2 separate regions of the Zea mays genome follow, and region 1 is linked to region 2. A link is a contact called in public Hi-C data. All regions are on one chromosome and are shown on one strand. Each heading gives the region's core, a stretch centred on a gene start, on an enhancer-like site or on the middle of the called end of the contact. The rest is flanking DNA. Distances are from core to core; before and after follow the strand shown.

Evidence for each region. Hi-C and Micro-C count contacts between places; a contact is called where the count stands out from the background.
Region 1: a Hi-C map of ear shows a contact between it and region 2, with 3 times the contacts expected there. The contact joins the promoter of LOC541615 here to the promoter of LOC103631773 in region 2. A contact is called at or near these places in 3 of 25 Hi-C or Micro-C datasets (bundle sheath, ear and endosperm).

What each region holds. Positions count from the first base shown.
Region 1 is chr1:15,199,555-15,203,625 of Zm-B73-REFERENCE-NAM-5.0, forward strand. LOC541615 (sucrose transporter 1) reads right to left here and starts at 2,260. Exons shown (of 13, transcript NM_001305791.2): 1 at 2,138-2,260; 2 at 1,807-2,055. The coding sequence starts at 1,992.
Region 2 is chr1:14,906,738-14,911,126 of Zm-B73-REFERENCE-NAM-5.0, forward strand. LOC103631773 (50S ribosomal protein L18, chloroplastic-like) reads right to left here and starts at 2,062. Exons shown (of 4, transcript XM_008653247.4): 1 at 1,579-2,062; 2 at 1,387-1,490; 3 at 1,130-1,282; 4 at 684-1,033. The coding sequence starts at 1,705. The coding sequence ends at 881. It overlaps LOC103631772 (conserved oligomeric Golgi complex subunit 4), which reads left to right and starts at 1,956. Exons shown (of 2, transcript XM_008653243.3): 1 at 1,956-3,862. The coding sequence starts at 2,210.

The DNA.
Region 1 (4,071 bases), core at 1,010-3,509, 290 kb after region 2:
GAGTAGTTCAGTTATGTTGTCATGAATTATTATTATTTAGTTGGGCTGTGCATGCTGACTTGTCGATCGAGGTACTTGAGATCTCGGACATACATATCTTTTTTTCCCCTTCTAATTAAAAGAACAGACAGGACATATATAGAATATATCTGGCCTGAACCTAAAGCTGCCGCGCGCCTCCCTCGATCTCTTTTGATCTGGCCATTCATCAGGGGGTGCAGAGAGTGCGGTTAGGCGACGTGCCAGATCAAACCTGCCAGATACGCCTGCACATGCACCAACCGGCTCGACGATGGCACTTGGCTCAACGAGCCTATATGCCCTAGCTACGCGGGCTACGGCAGGCAGCAGCATAATGAACTTTATCCAAAAGGTGCACGACGAGCGAATAGGCACGGATATAAATGTTCCCATGGCTACAGAAGAAAGAAAAAAAGAAGGACGGGAATAATTGTGTGTGCTCTTGGCTTTGAAACATTTCAGATCCGACATGATCGATGGACAGGTACGTAACTAGCTAGCTAGCTAGCTCGATCGGAGAGTTCTTGTTCTTGTTGCTACATGTTAACAACGAACGAAAGCGCGGAAGGTTGCGGTTTGTTAGGCACGGCCATACGTAATAACGTGTGTGGTCTTTTGTCTCGGAGCTTTGGGCGGCGCGCGGGCCGATGCACAGGTTTCCTTTAGGCTTTATCCGGCCGCCGGCCGGGGTAGCGGCGGTAGGGCCTTTTGGAAACTTCTGGCTGGGCAGCGAATTCATTCGACGAGAGAGACGTGCGTACTGCATGCAGCTGAGGTACACACACGGCACACGGTACACCGACCGACCATGCAGGCAGGGCAGGCACCGTCTTCCTTCCGACGATCCTGCGTCTTTTTCGGCAAGGCTATCTGCTTCTTCGGTCATGCATATGCTAGGGCCTAGGGACCCAAGACTGGCACATACGAGGTGGCAGATGAAAGTACAGTAGTGTATTAATACTGGCAGGTGGTCACAACAATACCAGTGCCTACTGTACGTCACACACACACCACGTCTGCCGTGCACATAGAAACGTTTCTGAAAGGTTTGACTTTTGTATGTGCATGCAATGAAAAGAAGGAAGAGAGAAGAAGCTGTGTTCTTCCCAGCTTATTTCGGCAGTAATTAGCCGGTCCGGAGGAAAAGTAGGCACAACATATATATTTGGGTGGCGGAGCAGGAAGTAAGGGACGAAGCAGGATTTCCAGTTTAATTATTTCGATCGTGAAGCACTGCTCCAGTTCATACGGAGTATATAATTCATCTAAACAAAACCACCCACATACATCAAGTAGAAACGACCAAGTGTATACGTAGCTATCAGCTGCAAGTTTTTTTGGCCACACATGTGTACGTGCAGATATATATATGCTGATTCTCAGTGTGTACTACGTGCTTACTCTACTTTTTTTTCTCTCGTGGGTTTGACGAGACAAAGACAGGATCAAACGTCCATTACGTCGTTACTGGTCATCGAAAAGATGCTCTCTGCCTTTTTCAAATTCAAACTACTACTCATTAAATGTGTGTATATGGCACCTGCTTATTATTAGCTTTTGTAAAATAGCGGTTGAATATAGAACATCATGCATGATCGGCGGTAGTATCGTTTATTTGCAAGCAAGACACGTACGGCGCTCGCCGTGCATGCCGCCCCGCCGCATGTACACGCACGTATAGTATACGTGCACACGCGCGGAGGCGCGATCTCGCGTCGCGTGTCGGTGGTGACGATGAAGGGTATGTAGCTAGGCAGTACGACGTCTATATGTGTGTGTGTATACCTGCACGTAGGGCGTGAGGAGGGAGAGCTGCAGCGCCCAGCCGTACTGCACGCCGCCGGCGACCATGCCGGCGAGGATGAGCCTGCCGAGGCTGATCGGCGCCACGTGGTCCGCCGCCGCCGCCGCCGCGCCGCCGGTGCCGCGGACCCCCACGGACAGCTCCAGCTCGCCGTCGCCGCGAGCCATGGCGGGCGAGCACACGTACGTACCAGACCGGTCGTACGTCGATCAGGCGCGCGGCCGCGATAGCTGAGAGAGATTATATGTATGTGATCGAAATCGAAGGGGATGATTAACCAGCACGGGGGGGGGGGGGGGGGGAGCAACGAACAAGAGAGCTTTGGGAGGCGCAGGAGGGTTCTCGGGAGATAGACGAAAATGGAAAGCGCTGTGGGGGAGGAGGAGCGAGGTGCGCTGCCTGAGAGCGCGGGTAGTGAGGAGACGTGAGGTGTGGTGTGGGTGTGGGTGTTTGGAGCGGGGGAGATGGTGTGGCATTTAAAGGCCGTGGCGCGCGACGACCCCGGCCGGCCCAGCCCGGCCCGCGGCCTGGCGTGCGCGGACCACGCTAGCTGCTATGCGATGCGAGCCTAGCCTGCCCGCGGATGCGGCCACTCGTCCCGCCATCCTACCAGCACTCACTCCCCCAGGGCGCAATTATTAATTACTGCTATGCTAGGCCCACGGCACAGCCCACAGGGTGCTGCAGCCTGCAGGAGTGCCTGCCTGCCTTATCCATCTGCAGCCGCTGCCTCCAGATCGTCCGGTCTAGCTTCGCCAGGCTGCGAATCCTCTATCACCCCCCGGGTGCACCTAGCGATTCCACTCCAGTTTCGGCCATGCACAGGCGCCGCCCGGATCGCCTGTGGCTGCGCTTCTTGGCTGGCCTGGCTGATCTGTTCGTGTCGTCAGTCGTATCGTCACTAGAGAACACGCACAACCTAGCGGTACTACGAATGGTCCACTGCGTCTGCATCTGCGTGCGTTCGTCCAAGCAGAGAGTGACGTGCTGGGGATGGATGGAGAGTCCCACAAACACGTACGCCGCACAAGCCGCAACCATGTCGCTCGATGGTACCTACCTTCATCGTAATACACGTGAGCCTTTGTGCGGATGGCCGTTTTTCTTCTTCTCAATTCTCCAACTAGGGATGGATCCATAGGATATGCCGGATAGAGCGACCATGGTATACCATATATGTAGTGCAGGTGCAGGACCAACACATATTAAACACTGAAGTTTTAAACTATATGGAAAACATTTACAGCTTCAAGCACCAGAGAGAATGTGATTAGGTGGTCTGTAGCTTTTGGGCTCATATCTTGGAGATTGGCTGGTTTGATCCCTTTGTGGTGCGATATATTTTATTTTTTATTCTCTTATGTATTACTCCCTCCGTCTCACAAAGGATGTCGTTTGACTTTCTTGAGGCCAACTTTGATCAATTTGTTTTATTCAAAATATTTGTGAAAATATAGAAAACTTTAGTTTATTGTTAAAGTAAATGGTATGATAAACTAAACCGTAATGAAAATAAATGATAATTATGAATTTTTTTGAATAAAATGAGCTGGTCAAACATGATCTCAGAAAAGTCAAACGACATTTTTTTAGAGACAGAGGGAGTATTATATACTACGGATCAAATTCTCTATATATTCACTATAATGATGTATTTAATTTTTTTATGTTCTCCATTTTCTACTAATATTTTCAATTTATTTAAAACAGCTTTAAGACCCTCTTTATATTTTCTTGTATTGATAGCAATAGAGATTTTAATTAAACAAATCTTCAATAGCTTCTCCGATCAGAATGACAAATATTGCCAAAATGACTTCTCCAATTAGATCACCGTACGTTGCCATTTTTTTACCTCTTTGGTAGCTAAAATCGAGGGATAAAATAGGAATTTTTATTTAAATAGTTTTCTTAATTTATCTCTTTGCAAATTATTTTTCTATTTCCCATGTAGCGCTTTATTTTCGTATTTCCTCTCTAGTGCATGATATTACTGAGCTACACTATGATTTTGTTTTACTGTATTTTATCCTATACAAGTTAACTACTAAGCCTTAAGTTTTGTTTTATCCTAGGAGTTGGAGCATACGAGGATGCGTGAGGACTTACTTTTTGGCTATGTGTTGGTTTGATGAATTTGTAATGTGAAGTATGTGAGTTGTATGATGTGTGTGAATGGATATCTATTATATGCTTGATGTTTTGTTTAAACTGGATGAGAAAATGGGAAAACAGGATGCTGGGTT
Region 2 (4,389 bases), core at 812-3,311:
AAGCTTTTATGGATCACTGCATAGAGCCCGTTGGGTGGCATAACCGGGACAAACCTGAGAATGAGCAAATTGCCAGCTGCTATGAGTACAGGTCCCAGCCTTGTCTTCCTGTTTCTCGTTGTTCATGAATGCGAGTGTTACTTGAACTTCAAAATGACGATGTCCTTTTGCGCTTACTGGTTATTTTCTACTAGTACTTTCTAGCTCTTCTCGGGTACTCATGAGTCATGACGGGATGACTTGCTGCTGAATAGGTAAGTTTGGCAATTGGTATTGACACCTGTTATTGGCATTCTTCTCAGGTGCTCCGGTCCAGGATCCAGCATATCTGAACGGTGATGAAGCTATACCGTTCCTTATACAAACTTTCATTGATCCGGATATCGAGAATCCATGGGCGTGTTCGGCTGGCTACAAGCCGACACTGTTGCAGCTGTTTGGACTGCTGCAGCTGCAATCCATAGAGAGAAAAATACTGTAGAAGCCGCAGCCGCAGCCGGATTGCAGCCGCAGCAAGCCGCAGCGAACAAGCTGCATGGTTGGTCCACAGGTTGGGAACTCGAGTCCCAGTTTCAGCGTCCGTAGCATATAGCTCCTACTAATGTTCACTTCAGTGATTTCGTGTATTATATTATATGAATATTCATATTATAAAGGGGATGTAAGGAGATCTGAGCAGTAGGTACTGGAATCGTGTATAGAGTACGGAGAAACTGTCCTTGTTAGTGAAATATGAACTGCCTGTTGATCAAGGACTGATGGATCATACAGAATACAGAATACAGAATCCGCATGGAATGTGACCAACTTCCCTGTCTCCTGAGAACTGTCAATGCAAGCCCTGGTGCCTCCTTTCTGGGGGCGACACTACAGTTGCAGCCTATCTTGGCAGGAACCCGTGCTGTGAGACCGGAACCTCGAACGCCATCATCTTGTCGCCTCGAGCAAAGCCGTTGCGGTCGTAGGAGACCTCGGAGATGCCCAACTCGTTGCACACCCTGACGAGCTCCTCCCCGACCTTCCGGGCAGCCTCCTGTGCAGGGCGAGCCGGCGAGGCGAACTCAAGCTCAAGAGTCCCGCCGGAATACAAACCAAATTCCAGATGGAGAAGACGACGGCGGCGGCTTACCACGGTGCCACAGGGCGGGTCGCCGCAGATGGACTTCTGCAGCGTGCTGCCATAGAAGAGGATCTTCTTGTTGTGGTCGTCGGCGAGCACAGCGTAGAGCTGCCGGTTGGAGCAGAACACCGAGAGTCTGGGCTTCGTCGCCGTGCCGTTGAACTGCATACAGCGAGAGTCGGCGGAACGGCGGTTTGGTTACACCGGCTGCCTGGTAGCTGGCCTTATCCTGAAATTTGAGAACCAGGTGGAGCACCGGAACGTACCTTCTTCTGCAGCCGACGGTTCCTGACCTTGGCGCTCTCAGTTCGCGCGCCTCGCCTCGCCGTCGCCTCGATCCTGGGGTACTCGCGCCGGGGCGCGCCGGGGCCTGCACGCGTCAGACAGAGATAAGAGCGCGCGTGGGCGTCGCCGAGCTAGCGAGCGCGGAACAGCGTGTATGCGGTGGCTCTGCTCACCTGGATGTGGCGGAAGCGAGAAGTCGAGGATAAACCTGGAGCCTGTCAGCGAGGTCGGAGGGTGGCGGACCGGGAGCGCGGGGCGCGGCGATAACGGCTGGGCTAGCGCGGCGCGTAGCAGCGCCATAGCCAGTGCGCCAATTCGTCGAACAGGTTCCGCGCGCGCAGTTCTGGCCTTCGTTGGGTTGGCAGTTGGCTTCAGTTTACCATTCCGTTTTACCCCACCACCACCAGGGGAAAAAAATTTGTTGCAGCCCGGTTACAAACCAGGCTGTTTGCAGCCCCTAACAAAAAAGAGGATAGACCTCACCTGCAAGTCTACTAGATAACGTTTTAGTTGTGTTATTGGCCTACAGGTGGGGCCTATCCTCATTTTTGTGAGGGGCTGCAAACAGCCTAGTTTGCAGCCGGGCTGCAGCAAATTTTTTTCCCCACCAGGCACCAGCCGCAGCGCCCGCACACTCCGCACCGCACCGTCGCCCTTGCCCTGAAAAAAAGAAGAGAGAGAGAAGCACTCCGAGATCTGGTCTTCTCGGTGTCCAACGGTCCACAGCCCAACCCTCTCGAGTCTCGTCTTCTCCCCCGGACTCCGAGATCTTGCCGATCTGCACCGACGCCGCGGTCCGCGGCCATGGCGGTGCCCTCTCCCGCCCCGCGGTCCCCGCGCCGACCGGATGCCATTGTGGCCCCGGACCCCTCGTCCGCTGACGTGCCACCATCCCTCGACTTCGGCGACCCGGCCTCCCTCGCCGCGCTCCGAGTCCTCACCGACGCGGGTGCCGCCACCCGCCTCCTCCACGAGTGCGTGGCCTACCAGCGCGGGCTCGACGCCCGTCTCGACGCTCTCCTCGCCCGCCGTGCTGACCTCGACCGCGCCGCTGCTTCGCTCCTCCGCTCTGCCCCGCCTCTGCTCTCGCTCGCGGCTTCCGACGCCGCCGCGCTTAAGGAATCCTCCTCCACCACCGCGGCGCTCGCCGACGCGCTCTCGTCCCGCGTCCGCCATCTCGACGCGGCGCACTCCAGGGCGGACGCTGCGCTGGCACGTGCCGAGGCCGCGCTCGATCGTTCTCGCGCGCTCGAAGCCGCGCGGCGGGCCTTGGCCGCCGACGACCTCGCCGCCGCCGCCACCGCCGTGCACGAATTCCTCGCTATCGACGCTCGGTTCCCCACCGACGACGATCTCCGCCGCGATCTGCTTGACATGAAACGTCGCCTCGAGGGGCTCGCGCGTCGGAGGCTAGCGGCGGTCGTTGATGCACAGGACCATCCTGCTGTGCTTCGCCTCGTCCGCCTATTCCCACTGCTCGGACTCGCTGATGAAGGACTCCAGGTCTACGTCGCCTACCTGAAGAAGGTTGTCGCTCTGCGTGCCCGCGCAGACTTTGAGCACCTCGCGGAGCTGACCTCCGCGACCCAGCCGACCTCTGAGCGGCCGGATTTTGTTGGCTGCCTCACCCGTCTCTTTAAGGACATTGTGCTCGCTGTTGAGGAGAATGATGCTGTGCTTCGTGAGCTCAGGGGAGACGATGGTGTTGCTTATGCCATCATTGAGCTGCAGGAGGAGTGTGATTCGCGGGGCACCCAGATACTACGCCGTTATGCTGATTACAGGAAGCTTGCACGACTTGCATCGGATATAAACTCCTATACAAAGAACCTCCTTTCGGTCATGGGTTCCATGGCCAGTGCTGCTGGAGGTAGTGAAGGGCCTGATCCCAGGGAAATTGAGCTTTATCTTGAGGAGATTCTTGCGTTGACCCAGCTTGGTGAGGACTACACTGAATTTATGGTGAACAAGATCCGTGGATTGAGAGATGTCAAGCCTGAGCTTGGGCCGCGGGCGATGAAGGCCTTCCGTAATGGTAACTTCTATAAAACGGAGCAGGATCTGACTGGGTTCTATGTGATCTTTGAGGAGTTTTTCATGGTGGAGAATGTGAGGAAAGCCATACGGATTGATGAGCCCATATCAGATGGTCTCACAACGTCTATGGTGGATGATGTATTCTTTGTACTGCAGAGTTGCTGCCGCCGGGCTGCTTCCACTGCAAGCATAAACTCTGTTCTTGCTGTGCTTGGTGGGGCAATGAGCCTTCTAAGCAATGAGTATCAGGAGGCACTACAGTGGAGGATGCGGGAGCCAAATTTGGGTGCAAAGCTCTTCCTTGGTGGTGTTGGAGTGCAGAAGACAGGTGAGGAGATTGCGACTGCACTGAACAACATTGACATTAGCTCTGAGTATGTTCTGAAGCTCCGTCATGAGATTGAGGAGCTCTGCGTGGAGGTGAGTCTAGTATTCTTTGATTATATGCATTTGTTTAAGCCTAAAGTGGGATATGTTTTAACAATTATGCCATATATGCATTTCATCAGTTCAATTTATGGATATGTGCATTTCTGCAGTTATATAATGTGTTCTTAATTGCAGATTGTTTGATTTAAAACGAAGGTGTTCACAATGTTTTAGCATTCTATGAAAATTAGTTGATCGTAATAGAGTAAATTTCAGAAACCTAAAACTTTTTATGGCAGTGATAAATCATTTGGCTTACATATTTGTCTAGCCGTGTACACCTACGTTTATCAATAACTATCCATGTGAGTTGGTGATAGTGTCTCCTGTGTGCCGCCGCCGCCGCTGTCATTTGATCTCTATGCATCTTATGTAATAGAGAATCTCATAACTCACAAATAATGTGTTTCATTGTCTTAGTAAAATTAGTTTGGCATTGCTTAATTCTATCATGCTAATGAGAAATGATTGCTTAACCTAATGTATTTGACTATTTGTCATCTGGAAAATACCAAATT